Linked DNA regions of Mus musculus: region 1 is linked to region 2. The links are chromatin contacts, called in public Hi-C maps. All regions are on one chromosome and are shown on one strand. Each heading gives the region's core, a stretch centred on a gene start, on an enhancer-like site or on the middle of the called end of the contact. The rest is flanking DNA. Distances are from core to core; before and after follow the strand shown. Region 1 has its middle 15 kb from the start of Cryzl2. Region 2 overlaps Gm39683 (a long non-coding RNA gene).

The links. A called contact is a pair of places that touch in the nucleus more often than the background predicts.
Region 1: a Hi-C map of the N1E-115 cell line shows a contact between it and region 2, with 4 times the contacts expected there. The contact joins two enhancer-like sites. A contact is called at or near these places in 11 of 39 promoter capture datasets (the 3T3-L1 cell line, the C10 cell line, embryonic stem cells and 4 more), 10 of 484 Hi-C or Micro-C datasets (B cells, LSK cells, the N1E-115 cell line and 6 more), 8 of 115 datasets of contacts at active chromatin or transcription factors (bone marrow-derived macrophages, differentiating embryonic stem cells, embryonic stem cells and 1 more) and 2 of 9 other capture datasets (adipose tissue and embryonic stem cells).

The regions. Positions count from the first base shown.
Region 1 is chr1:157,441,958-157,445,784 of GRCm38.p6, reverse strand. No RefSeq gene overlaps it. Among named protein-coding and RNA genes, the nearest start is that of Cryzl2, 15 kb to the left of the region's middle. Within about 2 kb of position 1,429, at least 84 of the 459 cell types and tissues checked have an H3K27ac peak or open chromatin away from gene starts, as enhancers often do. A contact at or near this core is called in the N1E-115 cell line, adipose tissue, cortical neurons and 2 more, where this site is marked.
Region 2 is chr1:156,750,034-156,754,202 of GRCm38.p6, reverse strand. Gm39683 (a long non-coding RNA gene) reads right to left here. Exons shown (of 3, transcript XR_865660.1): 3 at 942-1,141. Among named protein-coding and RNA genes, the nearest start is that of Gm39683, 7.7 kb to the right of the region's middle. Within about 2 kb of position 1,657, at least 79 of the 459 cell types and tissues checked have an H3K27ac peak or open chromatin away from gene starts, as enhancers often do. A contact at or near this core is called in the N1E-115 cell line, adipose tissue, cortical neurons and 2 more, where this site is marked.

The DNA of each region.
Region 1 (3,827 bases), core at 180-2,679, 690 kb before region 2:
GGCAGGTAAGGTAGGGTCTGTGAGTGTCCGTAGGAGAGAAGCCTAACTCAGGGTCCAGGTGAAGAAAGAAGGAAGGCTTCCTGGAGGTAGAGCCCTCCAGTGGGATCATCGAATACAGGAGTTAGAAGCAAAGAAAGGTCAGGGAAGAGAGGAAGCAAGGCCTATTTAAGGAACTGAAAGAAGAGCCTGTAAGTGGGTAAGAGGGAGCCCAAGAGGCAGAGCCCAGCATTTAAGAAGCCTGTTCTAGGGCTGGTGAGATGGCTCAGTGGGTTAGAGCACCCGACTGCTCTTCCGAAGGTCCAGAGTTCAAATCCCAGCAACCACATGGTGGCTCACAACCATCTGTAACAAGATCTGACCCCCTCTTCTGAGTGTCTGAAGACAGCTACAATGTACTTACATATAATAAATAAATAAATAAATAAATAAATAAATCTTTTAAAAAAAAAAAAAAAAAGAAGAAGCCTGTTCTAGTGGGGATATTCGGTAATAACCCTTAGGGCACTTGGGAATCGCTAAAGGGTCAGGAGTAGTGGTGGGAGTCAGGTCCCCACATTTGGGAGCGCCTGCTGATGCAGGGTCAACGCTACCTCGGAACACTAGCAAACAAGTCTGCAGGACTCCGCCTTGCCCTTTAACTGGACCTTTCCGGTTTCCTTCCTCCGTCCATATTCATCAGTTTTCCCTGAAACTCTTTCAAAACAGAGCTCTATTTTAAGGTCATCTTCACTGGGAAGGAAGCAAGAAGAACCTAGCATGTGACTGTCATGCTTGCTGGACTTACTTGCCTGCCCTCAAGTCCCAGCGTTCCTTGCAGCAGGTGATCTCTAAGGAAGGACAGGGACAGAGGGAGGCAGGGGGATACCAAGTCCCAAACCTGTTTTCTTCTAGGTTAGACAGATTCACACTTGTCTTATGAAGGCAAGACAGAGAGGAAAACGCAGAATCTTTTGGGTCCCTGCCCAGAACATATGCAAAATGTACAGAGAGGCCTTGTCTCCCCCGGGGGGGGGGGGGTAGCTGATGCTCAGGTCTTTCCTTTGGCCCATGTGTCCAAATGTAAAACCCCTAATCCAGCCTCCAGTCCTGAGCTACAGGTTGCTCAGAAGCAGGTGATAACAGTAAACTTTAATGACCAGCAGGCTCGCCGGGAAGCACAGCCGTTTAAGCCTTATTTAATTAAAGTCTAATTCTATGCTTGTTTGCCTAAAGACTGATATAAAAAAGCTCCCACTGCCAGCAGGTTTAATGGACTCCACCCCACGTCTATCCCACGGTAGCCTATACTCTATTCTCGTTTCCTAAAACGGAGAATAAGCCTTCAGATAACACCCGTTCCTCCACTCTGGCCCCTGGGACGGGAGGCTCACACCCAGTTTTCTTTCCATCAGAGCAAGGAAGAGTCTGTGTTGTGTGCAGGGCCTGGAGCCTCTGGTCACAAAAATAAACCACTGGAGCGCACGGACTTTCCTTTCCTGACAGTGAGCTTAGTCAGGAAGAGGCACTTGCACAAGATATTTTCCCCATGTTTTTCAAAAGGCATTCAAGGGAGAAACAAAGGGGTGGAAAGAAGGCTTCTTAGCCCATCCTCTTTATTCCCCAAAACAGGCTCCAGGGAAGCCATCCCTACCCCTATCCTTATAGCTCCCTCTTCGGTGTGCACCCACCCCTTCCCACCCCAACATCCTTCCAGATTCCTTTTGCACACTGCTCCACTGAGACTTAAACGAACCACCGTCTCTCTGATTGTTGGGCTCATAACTGAAACTTCCCACACAGCAATATGAAGAGACGTATGATTCAAGCCTCTCCGTTCCAGAAATATTATTAGTCTCGAAAAAAAAAAAAAAAAAAAAAAAAAACAACAGGGGCCTGCTCTATGTCTGTCACCTGAAATAAACTCCCAGTTTCTTCCTCTGCTTCCCAGATGCTCGATTCTAAAGATTATTCAAGCTTCTTTTACCACCCCCAGGTTCCCTACCCCAACAGTTCTAGAGAGAGGGAGGAGGAAGGTGAAGCCCTCAGACGTTGGCCCCAGGAAGGCGGGGCGGGGCTGGACGGGACAGGGGGATGAGGGTGGGGGATAGTGTTGGGATGGGGGAGATGTGGTCACAGGGAGCGAAAATGCGCTGGCTTAACCTCTGAGACTCCCTAGAGACTCCAGTTTGTGTCTCTTTGCGGAGCTCAGAACAGCCTGTATGTTCTCGTCTCCCTGTTGTGTGCCAGGCGCTTCCCCAGTGAGATATCTCCAGTAGAAGCTTTTCCTGTGAGGGGTGGGGAGCTTTTGTTCTCTTCGAAATCTGGTGCAGCTAATTAAAAGCATTGTCCTGGGAGGCGGGAAGTGGAGGGCTTCCAGGGACCCGTGTTTTTTACCGGGGAAGAGTGGCTGCTGTGTGCTATTGAGATGTTCTTGATCTCTTGGCCCTGCTGGGCCAGCCACTTCAGGGGGAGATTTTGATAAAGCCCAGTAAAGTAAAAATAGACTCGTGTAGCAACGGCTCTCCTTTTCTTCCTTTAGCATGTGTTCTGAGAGGTGCTGGGTTGCAATTACAAACCATTTCAGAGAAAGGCCCTCCAATAGTTGGGCTTTTGACTCCTATTGACCCGGAGCATTTTGGAGGTCATGGGACCAGCTGCTTTATTCTGTTTCACCCATTTCCTGACCAATTGCATGCAGGCATGTTGCTGAAGTAAAATTTCTAGCAACGTTTAGCTATTGGTTGACAGTGTAGAAGTAGTTACACCGCTCTTGGTTATTGATTTTAAAGACATACGTGGTTGGAGCTGTAGAAATGGCTCAGCAGCAAGCTCATAACCATCTGTAACTCAAATTCCAGGAGGTCAGCCTCTCTCTTCTGACCTCCAAAGGCACCAGCAATACATGTGGTACACAGACATCCGTGCAGGCAAATACTCATACACGTGAACTAAAATAACAATAAAAATAAATAAATTAGAGCCGGGCAGTGGTGGTGCACGCCTTTAATCCCAGCACTTGGGAGGCAGAGGCAGGTGGATTTCTGAGTTCGAGGCCAGCCTGGTCTACAGAGTGAGTTCCAGGACAGCCAGGGCTATACAGAGAAACCCTGTCTTGAAAAACAAAACAAAAACAAAAATAAATAAATAAATAAATCAGGAATGTGGTATTATAGAATACAGCATTATACAAGTCTTAAAATATTATATAATCTAGGATAGTCCCCACAGAGGCAAACACGGTTAGGACCAAAGTTTGATGAGGCAGCTTGCACTCATTTGAGGAGTGTCACTCCTCTGGTTTGTACTCTCTAGAGTCAAGAAACTTCATTCATTCAGCAAATGCTACAAATATTTACTGGGCGTGAACTATATGCCTGGCAGTGTTCTAGATGCCTGGTATGTAGATCTGAATAAGACAAATACAGAGCATATGGTGCCTGTGGCCAGGGAAAATGAATAATAAACAATGTTCAATAAGTAGATTATAAAGCATATTATGCAGTGATAAGGGCCTGGAGTTGGGGAGTAGATTAAAGTAAGGCCACCTGGGAGAGTTATGATGCGATTGGACAGAGATGTGGTGGGAGAGAGAGCGTTAGCTTGCGGTTCCTGGAGAAAAACTTGAAAGAAAGAAAGAAAGAAAGAAAGAAAGAAAGAAAGAAAGAAAGAAAGAAAGAAAGAAGGAAAGAAAGGAAAGGAAGGAAAGGAAGGAAGGGAGGGAGGGAGGAAGGAAAAAAGAGAAAGAAAGAAAAGAGAGAGAGAGAACAGAAAAAAACGAGAAACTGCCAAGGACCTGAGATGAGAATATTCCTACAGGGGGCCTCTGTGAATGCAGTAGTGCAGGACAA
Region 2 (4,169 bases), core at 408-2,907:
AGGGCAACCTCCTGTATTTCCTTACCCATTCTTAAAACTTTAACTACACATTTTAAAAGGCTATTAATCTTGATCTAATTTTCATTTTAGACACTCTTTATTGACTGTCACCAGAAAAGGCGAAGATTCATCTCTTTTACATATATACTTTTCTGATCCCCAGACACATGCTCACATGTGTATACACACATACACACACACACACTTCCACTGGCCCACTTAACAATCAGCTGTTCGACAGTAGAGAGTGGAGAACGGTTTCAAACCACAGTTGGTGCCAATCTAATGTTTTGTAGCACAAAAGAGCAACAGAGTCTGACATGATTAGTTATGCATTTTAACAGACTACAACGTGTGTGTGTGTGTGTGTGTGTGTGTGAGAGAGAGAGAGAGAGAGAGAGAGAGAGAGAGAGAGAGAGAGAGAGAGAGAAGTGTGCAGTACATCTGTGGGTGTCGGCCTGTAGAGGCCAGAGGTCAATACCAGAAGTCTTCCTCAGTTAACCCCCACCTTATTTGACACAGGATCTCACTCAGAACCAGAGGTTGCTATTTCAGTTAGCCTGGCTATACAGCAAGTCCTAGGAATCCTCCTGTCTCCACCACTGGCTCTGGCAATGGGATTATAGGCGTACACTCTCCTGTCTGACTTGATTTTTCAAGTGCATGCTTAGGACGCCAGCCCAAGTCCCTGCACTTGGACAAGGCCATTATGGACTGAACCAGCTCCCAAACCAAAAATTAAAACATTTTAAAGTTAAAAATAGAAAAAAATTAAATATTCAGCATACACTGTATTAAAATAAGCCATGCCAAAATGCATATAATTACTACATATCAATCAAAAAGTAATGCCAAAAAATAATAACCAATATTTAGTACTTTTATTGTTTCTGGGCAAATACTACTCCATGTTAAATCCAGACTCATTTCCTTTCTTTAGAGTCCCCACCTCTACCCCATACCCGCCTTAGAGACTGCCTTTGTGGGACTAGAGAAATGACTCAGCGGTTAGATCGCGGTTATGATCGCTTGATGCTCTTCAAGAGGAACAGAGTTCAGGTCCCAGCACCTGTGGCAGGCAGCTCATAACTTCTTACAACTTCAGATCCAGGGGATCTGACCTCTCAGGACACCCCCAAACCTAGGGCAGAAGAGAGACACGGCCACATACGTATATGAAAAGTACAAATGAAGCTCAATTTAAAAGAATACCTGCTGTTGTTGTTTTGCTTTATTCTCCGTGTAGTTTATCATTCATCTCTCCCCATGCCACCTCCCCCCCCCCATGATGACTCAAACCACAGCGGGATGCTTTAATTTTTTTCTCCAAACATCGCTCTCTTCAGAGGATGATTTATTTTCTTTAATTGCTTCCATAAGACACCATTCAAAGCAACCGAAGGCATTGTGGAGAAATGAGACCCACAGCCAGGTATTAGCATCAAGAATACAGAAAGCTGGAGTTACAGTAGTTATGAGCTGCCTGGCAAGGGTTAAGTGGGGCTGCAGGACCAGGAAGCTGAGAGCTTACATACTTAGCTATAAACATAAGCAGAGAGGGCAAACTGAAACTTTGCAAGGCTTTAAGCTCAAAGCCCTCCTCCACCGATCCCAGCCCCACCGCTGCACCGGCTAAAGCTCCCCAAACAGCGCCACCAACTGGAGACGAGATGTTCAAATGCAGGACCGTGGAGCTAGCTCATTTCTTATTCAAACCACCGTAGCAAGCTCTCATCTCCTTGCTATGGAACCCGCTATGCTTCCTTTCAGTTCCTTTTTGATCCTAATTCTCTCTGCCTCGGCCTACACTTCATTTTGGTGGAGTTACTGTTTAGTACGGTCCTGTGCAAAAAGGCGAAGGGATCGATCACTCTGAAGGCACTGTTCCTCGTGCCCTGGTTTGTGTGCCGCCTTTGTCCTCATCCCTGCGCTTTGTATGTGACTTCTCCTTACCCAGCTCATCTCTGCGTTCTCGATGCTCTGACAACTCAAGATTAAGTACCTGGCTGTGGGCCTCATTTCTCCGCCATGCCTTTGGACCAGTGATTTATGAACGTGGCACTGAAATGCTTTCTAGTATGCTTAATTGATTATGTGCGCTCATTCTCTGGTCTTTCCCACTGAAACGCCTGCAGGATGACCTTTGACCTTTCTTTTTTTCCATTACTTTGATTTTTGTTTGTTTGTTTTTTGTTTTACTCCTAGGAGATTTCCACAATTGGTATTTACAGTCCCCAGTGGGATAAAACTGTTAGTAGTTTCCAAGACTGGCTTCTTATGCAGTTGTATCCATTTCTTTAAATGGCACCTTTCCCCTTTAAAAACACAAAACAAAACGAAATGCTGTGCCTTAAGCTGGACATGGTAACTCAAAAACAGATGGATATCTGTAAGTTAGAGACCAGCCCTAATCTACATAGTCAGACTCTCCCAAAACACCAAAAGAACAATAGAAAAAAACTAAAAAATTTTAAAAAGAAAGAAAAGAAAAGAAGGGAAAACTGGACTGTGATCTTTCTGGGCATCACTGTAATTATTTTAATGGTTCAGGGGTTTCTTTTGCTTGTTTTGGTTTGGGTTGGGTTGGGGTTTTTGGTGTCTTACATTCCCTTTGTTACCCAGAAAGTCCCTTTCTCTGTTTATTTTTGTTAGTTTTGGTGTCTTTCACACTGAAAGTTGTGTAGTTTGGCTTTAAAAATACAAAAATACAAAAGCTGGGGCAGGAGTGAGGGGACACTTACAACAAAATATAAAAACCTGTCTTCAGAAAAAAATTAAAGTATACAAGCTCCCTTTAAGGAGACAAAAGGTAAATTCATTGTTATAAAATGAAAATTTTCAACTAAAGATTATATTTTGCTGTACATTGTACTTTCTAGATGACATTTAAGATGCTCCACATACCCCAGAAATAATAAAGAAATTAGCTGGCATTAAACCTTGTTTTCACTATAAACATCGCATCACAGTTTTTCTGTTTTTGAATTGGTTACCATTTGTGAAACTGACATCTGTTTACTGAGAGAAGAGCCTGTTGCTGCTCTCGGAGTTTAGCTGGGTCGCTAGGATCCCTGACAATCAGATAATAACCACGGCCACCCAGAGTCAGTGGATCCCAAGTTCCTTGTCTCAAACCCAAGGAGAAGCAGGAACCACAGTTGAGCAGTAGGCATAGTGGACACAGATTTATTAAGGAAAAGTTGGTTTCAAGGTGACACAAACCTAGAGTCACCCAGGAAGAGGGAGGGACTCTCAACTGAAGGATTGCCGCCATCGGATTGACTTGTGGGAAATTTTTTTTTATTGAATATTTTCTTTATTTACATTTCAAATGTTTTTCCCTTTCCAGGTCTCCCCTTTGGAAACCCCCTATCCCATTCCCCCTCCCCCTGCCTCTATGAGAGTGCTTCCCACCTACCCACTCCTGTCCTCCCACCCTGGCATTCCCCTACACCGTGGCATCGAACACCCTCAGGCCCCAAGGGCCTCTCCTTGTGAGGAATTTTCTTAATTGCTATTTGATGTAAGAGGGCTCAGCCTAATGTGCCGAATCCATCCCTAAGCAGCCAGGTCTGGGCTGAATAAGAACACAGGCTGAGCAAGCCATAGGGCTAAGCCAGTAGCAGGTTCTTCCACGGCCTCTGCTTCAGTCCCTGCCTGAGTTTCCACCGTTGCCTCCCTTGAAAATGAACTGCAGCTTGTAAGTCACATAAACCCTTTCTCCCCCAAGCCCCACCCCGAGGTTGCTTTAGGTCAATGCTTTATCATAGCAGAAGAAAAACAAACCATTACAGACAGGAGCCTAGCATGGCTGCCCTATGAGAGGCCCAACAAGCAGCTGAAAGAGTCAGATGCAGATACTAGCACCCAACCAATGGACAGAGGCTGGGGACCTCAGTGGTTGAATTAGGGAAAGGCTGGAAGAAGCTGAGGAGGAGGGCAGTCACATAGGAAGACCAGCAGTCTCAACTAACCCGGACCTCCCCCACCCCACCCCCCCACCACCCCCCCGAGATCTCTCAGACACTGAGCCACCAACCAGGCAGCATACACCAGCTGATATGAGGCCCCAGACACATATACAGCAGAGGACTGCCGGGTCTGGACTCAGTCAGGGAAGATGCACCTAACTCTTGAAAGACTTGAGGTTGAGGGCCCAGGGAGTGGGG